Regions from separate parts of the Rattus norvegicus genome. Here region 1 is linked to region 2. Evidence: chromatin contacts called from public Hi-C data. All regions are on one chromosome and are shown on one strand. Each heading gives the region's core, a stretch centred on a gene start, on an enhancer-like site or on the middle of the called end of the contact. The rest is flanking DNA. Distances are from core to core; before and after follow the strand shown. Region 1 has its middle 130 kb from the start of Lnc056. Region 2 holds the start of Chd7 (chromodomain helicase DNA binding protein 7).

Evidence for each region. Hi-C and Micro-C count contacts between places; a contact is called where the count stands out from the background.
Region 1: a Hi-C map of Schwann cells shows a contact between it and region 2, with 3 times the contacts expected there. The contact joins the enhancer-like site here to the promoter of Chd7 in region 2. A contact is called at or near these places in 2 of 12 Hi-C or Micro-C datasets (Schwann cells and frontal cortex) and 1 of 1 datasets of contacts at active chromatin or transcription factors (oligodendrocytes).

What each region holds. Positions count from the first base shown.
Region 1 is chr5:26,832,353-26,835,682 of GRCr8, reverse strand. No RefSeq gene overlaps it. Among named protein-coding and RNA genes, the nearest start is that of Lnc056, 130 kb to the left of the region's middle. Within about 2 kb of position 1,437, at least 19 of the 93 cell types and tissues checked have an H3K27ac peak or open chromatin away from gene starts, as enhancers often do. A contact at or near this core is called in Schwann cells, where this site is marked.
Region 2 is chr5:26,607,805-26,610,743 of GRCr8, reverse strand. Chd7 (chromodomain helicase DNA binding protein 7) reads right to left here and starts at 1,337. Exons shown (of 38, transcript NM_001107906.3): 1 at 990-1,337.

The sequences.
Region 1 (3,330 bases), core at 188-2,687, 220 kb before region 2:
CGAGAAAGGCAAAACACATTTCTGGACTGCCTTACAGGCACAACCTAGTCTTGGTCGTAAATAGTAGTAAGATAAATTATGGTGGCTCTCCTCACATGTCACATACCTACATTTCTTCCCATGATTCTCTGCTCCATAAGATATGCGTGTCCACATCTTCCCTCCCAAACTGGAACTCTGTCTTTTGGCTCTGCTACAGTTCCTGACTCTGGTGAGTACGGATGTCAAGTGCAGACAGCGAAAGGTCCTCTGGTGTGGGACCTTCAAGGTTCTGCTGGCTTGAGATGGCCAGAGCCAGGGCATTGTGAGCTGCAGTAATGGCAGAGTCCCTGACGGTGTCCCGATGAGAGCTCCAGCAGGCACAGAACTAGAAAATGCTAGATAAAGCACCGTCTTCTACCATTTCTCCCTGGGCCTATAACACAGCCCTTCTTCCTCTGCTGCTCAAGTCCACCCCGACTCTCTGCTTTAACCATGTCTCCCCCATATAATACCTTTGTTGTTTAGTCTCAGTGCACATATCAGCCCCCTCCCTCCAATGAGAGGAAGGCTTTCTGTCTGAAGTTTTATCTGAAAAATACATTATGTTTATCCAAAAGTTGTCCTAAGTAGGATATCCAGGTCTGGGCATTTAGTTCAATGACAGAACACTTGACTTGCGTGGATAATGTTGTAAATTGGATCTCTAATACCAAAGAGGTGAAATTTAGACATTCTTTCTTCGATCTTCCTAAGTAGATTATGTTGCCAGAAGAGCACAGCTATGGTGCATCTTGTTCCCGCCCCTGATCTGGGCACCAGAGGAAGCACGTGGCTTTTGTTGAGACTGCTCAAAGTGTGTCAAACTGAATTCAATGAAATTAAACCTTCAAACCCACAAACAAGTAGCCAAATATCAAAAATCAAGAGGTTGGCTGTTAAAAGTTAACCACAATTATTTTTTTTCTCTAAGCTCTCAAACAGTAGTCATAGTGTCTGTGTCCTGTGCCCCCCACCCCACCCATCCCTAACATTCCTTTCCTTTGACCAGGTTGAAAGTGATTCCCAGTGGTTAAAGGAAACCTATGGCTTAAAAAAGACAGTCATCACTGAAAAGCATTTTAAACACACAGTAAAAAGGAAAATCTCCAAAGGAGATAAAGGGTGTCAGGAGTGGGGTGTCTCTTTTCTATGAACAGCTCTGAGATGGGGCTTGTCTAGCTGTCCCACTCAGCAGGGAAACTGGTGGTGGCCTCCCTTAACCCTTCAAGGCTCCCACCTCAGCAAGACGCTAGGGCAGATCAGAGCCAGTCATGCACTCCTTGCTGACTGGAAGAAAACAGCAAAGGAAGAGGGGAAAAAAAGACGGTTCCGTCGCTGCTTCCCCACCCCCAGCCTTTCTTCTCCCAAAGAGCCCTCTGTTCTGAGAAATTAAAGGACTCTGATAGCAGACCACAGATTCATGACAGAAAAGCTCCTGTGCGGCAGAGGTCGTTTTTGTGGGTACTCAGACACTGGATACTTTTTTTGTTCCTGAACTTTTGGAGACCATTTATATAGAAAGGCTGTTTGTTCCTGGACAAACACCAGCAAAGAAGCCTCGAAGGGGGGGGGGGAATTTTTGTTTTGCACAAGAGAGAAAGAGAGAGAGAGAGAGAGAGAGAGAGAGAGAGAGAGAGAGAGAGAGACTGACTTAGGTAGAAGGACCCAGACTGATTTGTTTACTGTTGCTGGCAGCTCTTATTTACAAGTTCCTGTGCCCCTGTGGTAAGAAATGCTATTTTTAAGAAGTTAAAAAAAAAAAAAACCCACACAAACCTCCAAACTGAGGGTTCTTCTTCCCTTTCCTGCCCTCCCTCAGCCCCACTTTCGTTTTACAAATGGCCAAGGCAAAGCAACCAGGAAGCCCCTTTCTTTTTCTCACAGGCTCCCTTGGAAACGAGCTATCCTTGAACCGGAAGGCATCTCTCCCCAGCCGTCAGAGAAATTCCACTTTCCACACCCTGATATATTCCCTTTCAGCAAACCAACTCCAGGCCTAGTTAAATCTACAGGCTGACTTCGGTTTCCTACCCCCTCGAAATTTTGCTTTTCCACGTACACATGGGCAGTTTCTAAAATCAAGCCGGCAAGATGTTAAGATCCTTTTCACAGAGGATGTGCTGCAAAAGAGAAAGGGGAAATAAGGGCTTGTCACAACTGGGTCACTAACCGTGTGACTAAGCACAGTTGCCTAGAACCACAGAGACTGGCTTTGGCCTGACTTGGTCACTTGTAAGGCACACAGTGACCCAGCCATTTGTAGGAGTTTTGGCTTGAGGGGCAGACAGTTCTCCCCAGACCTGTCACTTCTTTACCAGGGAGGGCCTCCCTGTACTTGTAGCAACCAAGATGGAGCCTGTCCTCTAAAACCTCTTGATATTTCACATCCTCCCTGGAACACCACAGCAATTCATTTAGCAACCTTGGATGCCAAAAAGGACACGTCCAGAATGTAGTTTTCAAAGGAAAGAGAGGGGGAGGTAACTAGAAAAAAAAAATTTCCCTAGTTTCAGATCTTTTGTTGCACACAAAAGTCAGTATTGCTCCCAAATTGGTAAAAATCCACAAAGCTTCCCAGTCACTAAAACAATTCAAGGAATTTTCAGGACCTTTGCCCAAGGGTCCCAGAAGAATTCTAAACTGGAAGCACCTACGGTCAGCAAAGCAGAGTCCTCTCAGAGATCAACAGAGAATATTGTAAGAAGCCCTTAACCTCTTCCCTTCCTGCCACCCAAGTTGAGGGGGTGGGGATTGTTCACTTCAGGCCGGCAGGAGGAAAATCAAAATGGCGACCCAAAGCCTTATTTATTAAAAAGAAGCATAAAGATAGCTGTGCTGTAGTGGTGGGAGGGTCTAAAGGACGTTCAGGGTTTGTTTTGTTCTGAATAATCTAGGGGCAGTTAGTCCACTATACAGTGGCCTAAGCCACCTGCCCCTTTACCCGTGTCCCCTCACCCTACTCACCCGGGCCTCCATTAAAATCCCACTTTCTTCTTATATCATTAATTCAACATAATAACTGCTCTCTCTGTCTTGGAAGGGACAAGTGTCTTCTCCAAAAGGACTCAGAAAGCAACAAATGGGAAGGAAACAGACAAAGCTTGTGAAATCCCAAACCCTGTTGGTAGAAAGACATCATAAATTATGGATCCGTCGAGCCGCCTCCGGCCTGTCACTGCTTGGTTTGTCTCCCTGGACGTGCCGGGCGCGGGCGACACTGTTGTCCTGGAGCACTGGTCTCTGAACCTCAGATCTCTCCCCACCCCCACCGCCTCCTCCGGCCTTTCCCTGGCGCCCCGCGGGGCAGCC
Region 2 (2,939 bases), core at 88-2,587:
CAGGCTGGGGGGAGGGGAACGGGGACGCGAGTTGGGATCGCGGATTAAAGTCGCTATTATGCCGCCGCCGGCGGCCCGGCCAGCTCGGCAAGGTGGGGTCCCCCGGTCGCCCGCCCGCGCTCGCCCCGGCCCGGCTCCCTTTCTTCTCGTCCTCGCGCACTTGGGAGCTGCCGGGGATCCCCAGGAACCCCTAGCTGCGGGCTCGGAACTCTGCGGTCGCCGCCGCCACCGGCTGGGCTCGGGACGCCCCCCGCGCCGCGTGTTCGCGCCACCCCCGCCCCCGCCCCACGCGGCGCCCCGCGCACTTTCCCTGCCGCCGACCCACCTCGCCCGTGGCTGTCCCCGCGCGGGCTGGCGCCGCCGCGCCCGCAGGGACGCACTTTGTTCGCGCCGGTGCGGCCGCCGCTCCCGGCGAGCGCGGCGTGGTCGGGCCGGAGCGGGGGGCGGGGGCGAGGCGGGGGGCGCCGCCGTCCCCGAGCCCCGCGCTCAGCGCCCCGCGCCCGCGCGCCCGCCGCCGCTCGCGCCGGAGTTGGAGCCCAACTTTTTCCTCCTTCCCTTTTCTCTCGAACGCAGCCGGCAACTCGTGCTCGGTGCCGGCGGGAGGAAACGCGCTCGCGCTCCCCAGCGCGCAGACACGCTCCCTCCTGTCCCCGTCCCCCCCGACGCCGGCAGCACAACAAAAAGCCATTTACATGCGAGGAAGTGACCCTCGGCCGCCCCGCGCGCCCCCGCCGCCGCCGGCCCCGCGGACGCAGGCAAAAGTTGGGGCGCCGGGCGGCGCTCGGGCCGCGGGTTCGGGCCCCGCCGGCAGCAACACGGGCGACCGGGCGGGCGGCGCTACGCTCCTGCCGACCGCGGCCCCCGCGCACCTCTCCCCGCGCCCCGCACACGCCCAACTCCCCGCTCGCAACTCCGCGCGGCCGCGGCCCGGGCCGGCGCGGTTTCCTGCCGCCGCCCCTCCCGGGGGCGCCGGGGAAGTCTGCGCTCACCGGCTCGCTCGTTCGCTCGGGTTAGTCCGCCGCCGCGCGCCGTGGGGAACAAAACGCAGAGCGGCTCCGGAGTTGGCTCGGCGGCCGCGGCCGGGGGCTGATCCACGGACGCGGAGTTAGCCGCGCGCGGACGGGGCTCTGGCGAGTTGCGGGGTCTCCGGGTCCCCGGGCCGCCTCCTCCGCGGAGCTCCTTTGTGTAATTCCACTCGATTCAAGTTTAATCCGATAGTTCCCGAGCACGAGCGCGTCCGCACCACCACGGCTCAACCCCCGCGCCGCCGCCGCCGCCGCCACCGCTGCCGCCGCCGCCGCCGCCGCCGCCGCCGCGGCCCCAGCACGCCAGCGCCTGCGCGCGCCCTGCACGCCGCGCGCACGAGCCTCCGGGACCGCGCGCGCCCGCGGCCGGCTCCCTCCGCGGCGCGCCCGCGCCCGCGCGCCGCCACCTGACGTCAGGCGCGCCTGGCATAATTTATGCAAGAATTCGGCCGGGGTGGCGGAGGCCGCGGAGAGGCCGAGAGAAGGGGGCGGCGCGGCGCGGACGGCCGCCCCTTCCCGTCCTGCCGGGCGCCGGCGCAGCGGGCGGGTGTCGGTCCCGGTGCGCGGCCGCCGCAGCCTCTCGGGCAGCCTGCTGCAAGCGCTCCCGCGCGGGTCCAGAGGGTGCCACGTTTCCGCGCAGCACCTTCCCGGAGCCGCGGTGCGCCGCCCTGGGACAGGAAGCCGAGGCCCGGAGCCCGTAGTGACCCCCGGCCACCGCGAGGGGTGTCCAGCGCCGTGCGGACCGAGGAGGCTGGGGGTGTTTGGGTGTCTCCTGTAATTATCCTTCAACTTGAGATGATTTTCCCACAAGAAATACCTAGGATGGACGCCTTTCCTTTCAAATAGATCCATTCCTGCCTCACCACTTTGCTTTTGCCGACGTCCTCGGTGATAGGACCGCGCGATCTTCCACTAAATCAAAAAGTTTAACTAGATGGCATTGATTTTGGTTGAATATGTGAGCGTGCCAAAAAACGAAGGGATAGCGCAGTGGTTATGAAACAAAGAAATAGAATGTGTGCCCATTTTTAAACGTGTCAGAACTGGAGTGTTTTCATCATTCCCTCGCCAATGTGGCACTAAATATGATCTTCCAGTTTGAGTATCCGACCTTCTTGCCCATTTCTCTTTCCAGTGCAATATGAATATTAACCTTGAAGACATTTTTAAAAATTAATTTTCCTCTTGCGTAATAGATATTTAAACATTTCCTGCGCATCTTTTGTGTGCAAAACACGAAGCGAATATCATTTATAAACGGCCAACAATTGTAAACTCCAACATGGTTTTATTAGGTTAAAGACTGCACTCATTTATAAATAAGGAAGGAGGTTATACAGCCGACTATGACAGCTGTGTAAGTGATATTGAACTCAAAAATCGTAGAAAAAAAAATCAACCATGCCAATCTCACCCACTGATGATGCCCGTGCTGCTACTGAGCCTAGAATCACACTGTTTTTATTTGGACAAGTGATTTGCCAAAACTGTTTCATTTGTACTGCAACTAAACCGGTTAGACATTTATTTCCTAATAGCAATAATTTTATTCTTTTTTATTATTTTACAATCTGATGCTTATTTAAGTACATTGCTTCTGACTTTTTTTCACCATAAATTGGATTTTTAAAAGAAACATAGTCATCAAATAGTTTACAGATAATCAGCAGAAAACATGTCAACACCACAAGGGGAAAAAATCTGACATTAAAAACTGAAAATTATGAAATCTGCTTTTTATAGCTCCAGAATCATAAACCAAAAATCACAATTCTAATTTAAGCCTTCCATTTACAATAAGTTTATATCCCTCAAAGTAAGGCTATTACAGATACTTGGGGGGGGGGGTCCTCACTAATCAGATATGCATCTGTTTCAAAACAATTTACAAGCTAAATAATATGACCTCTACAT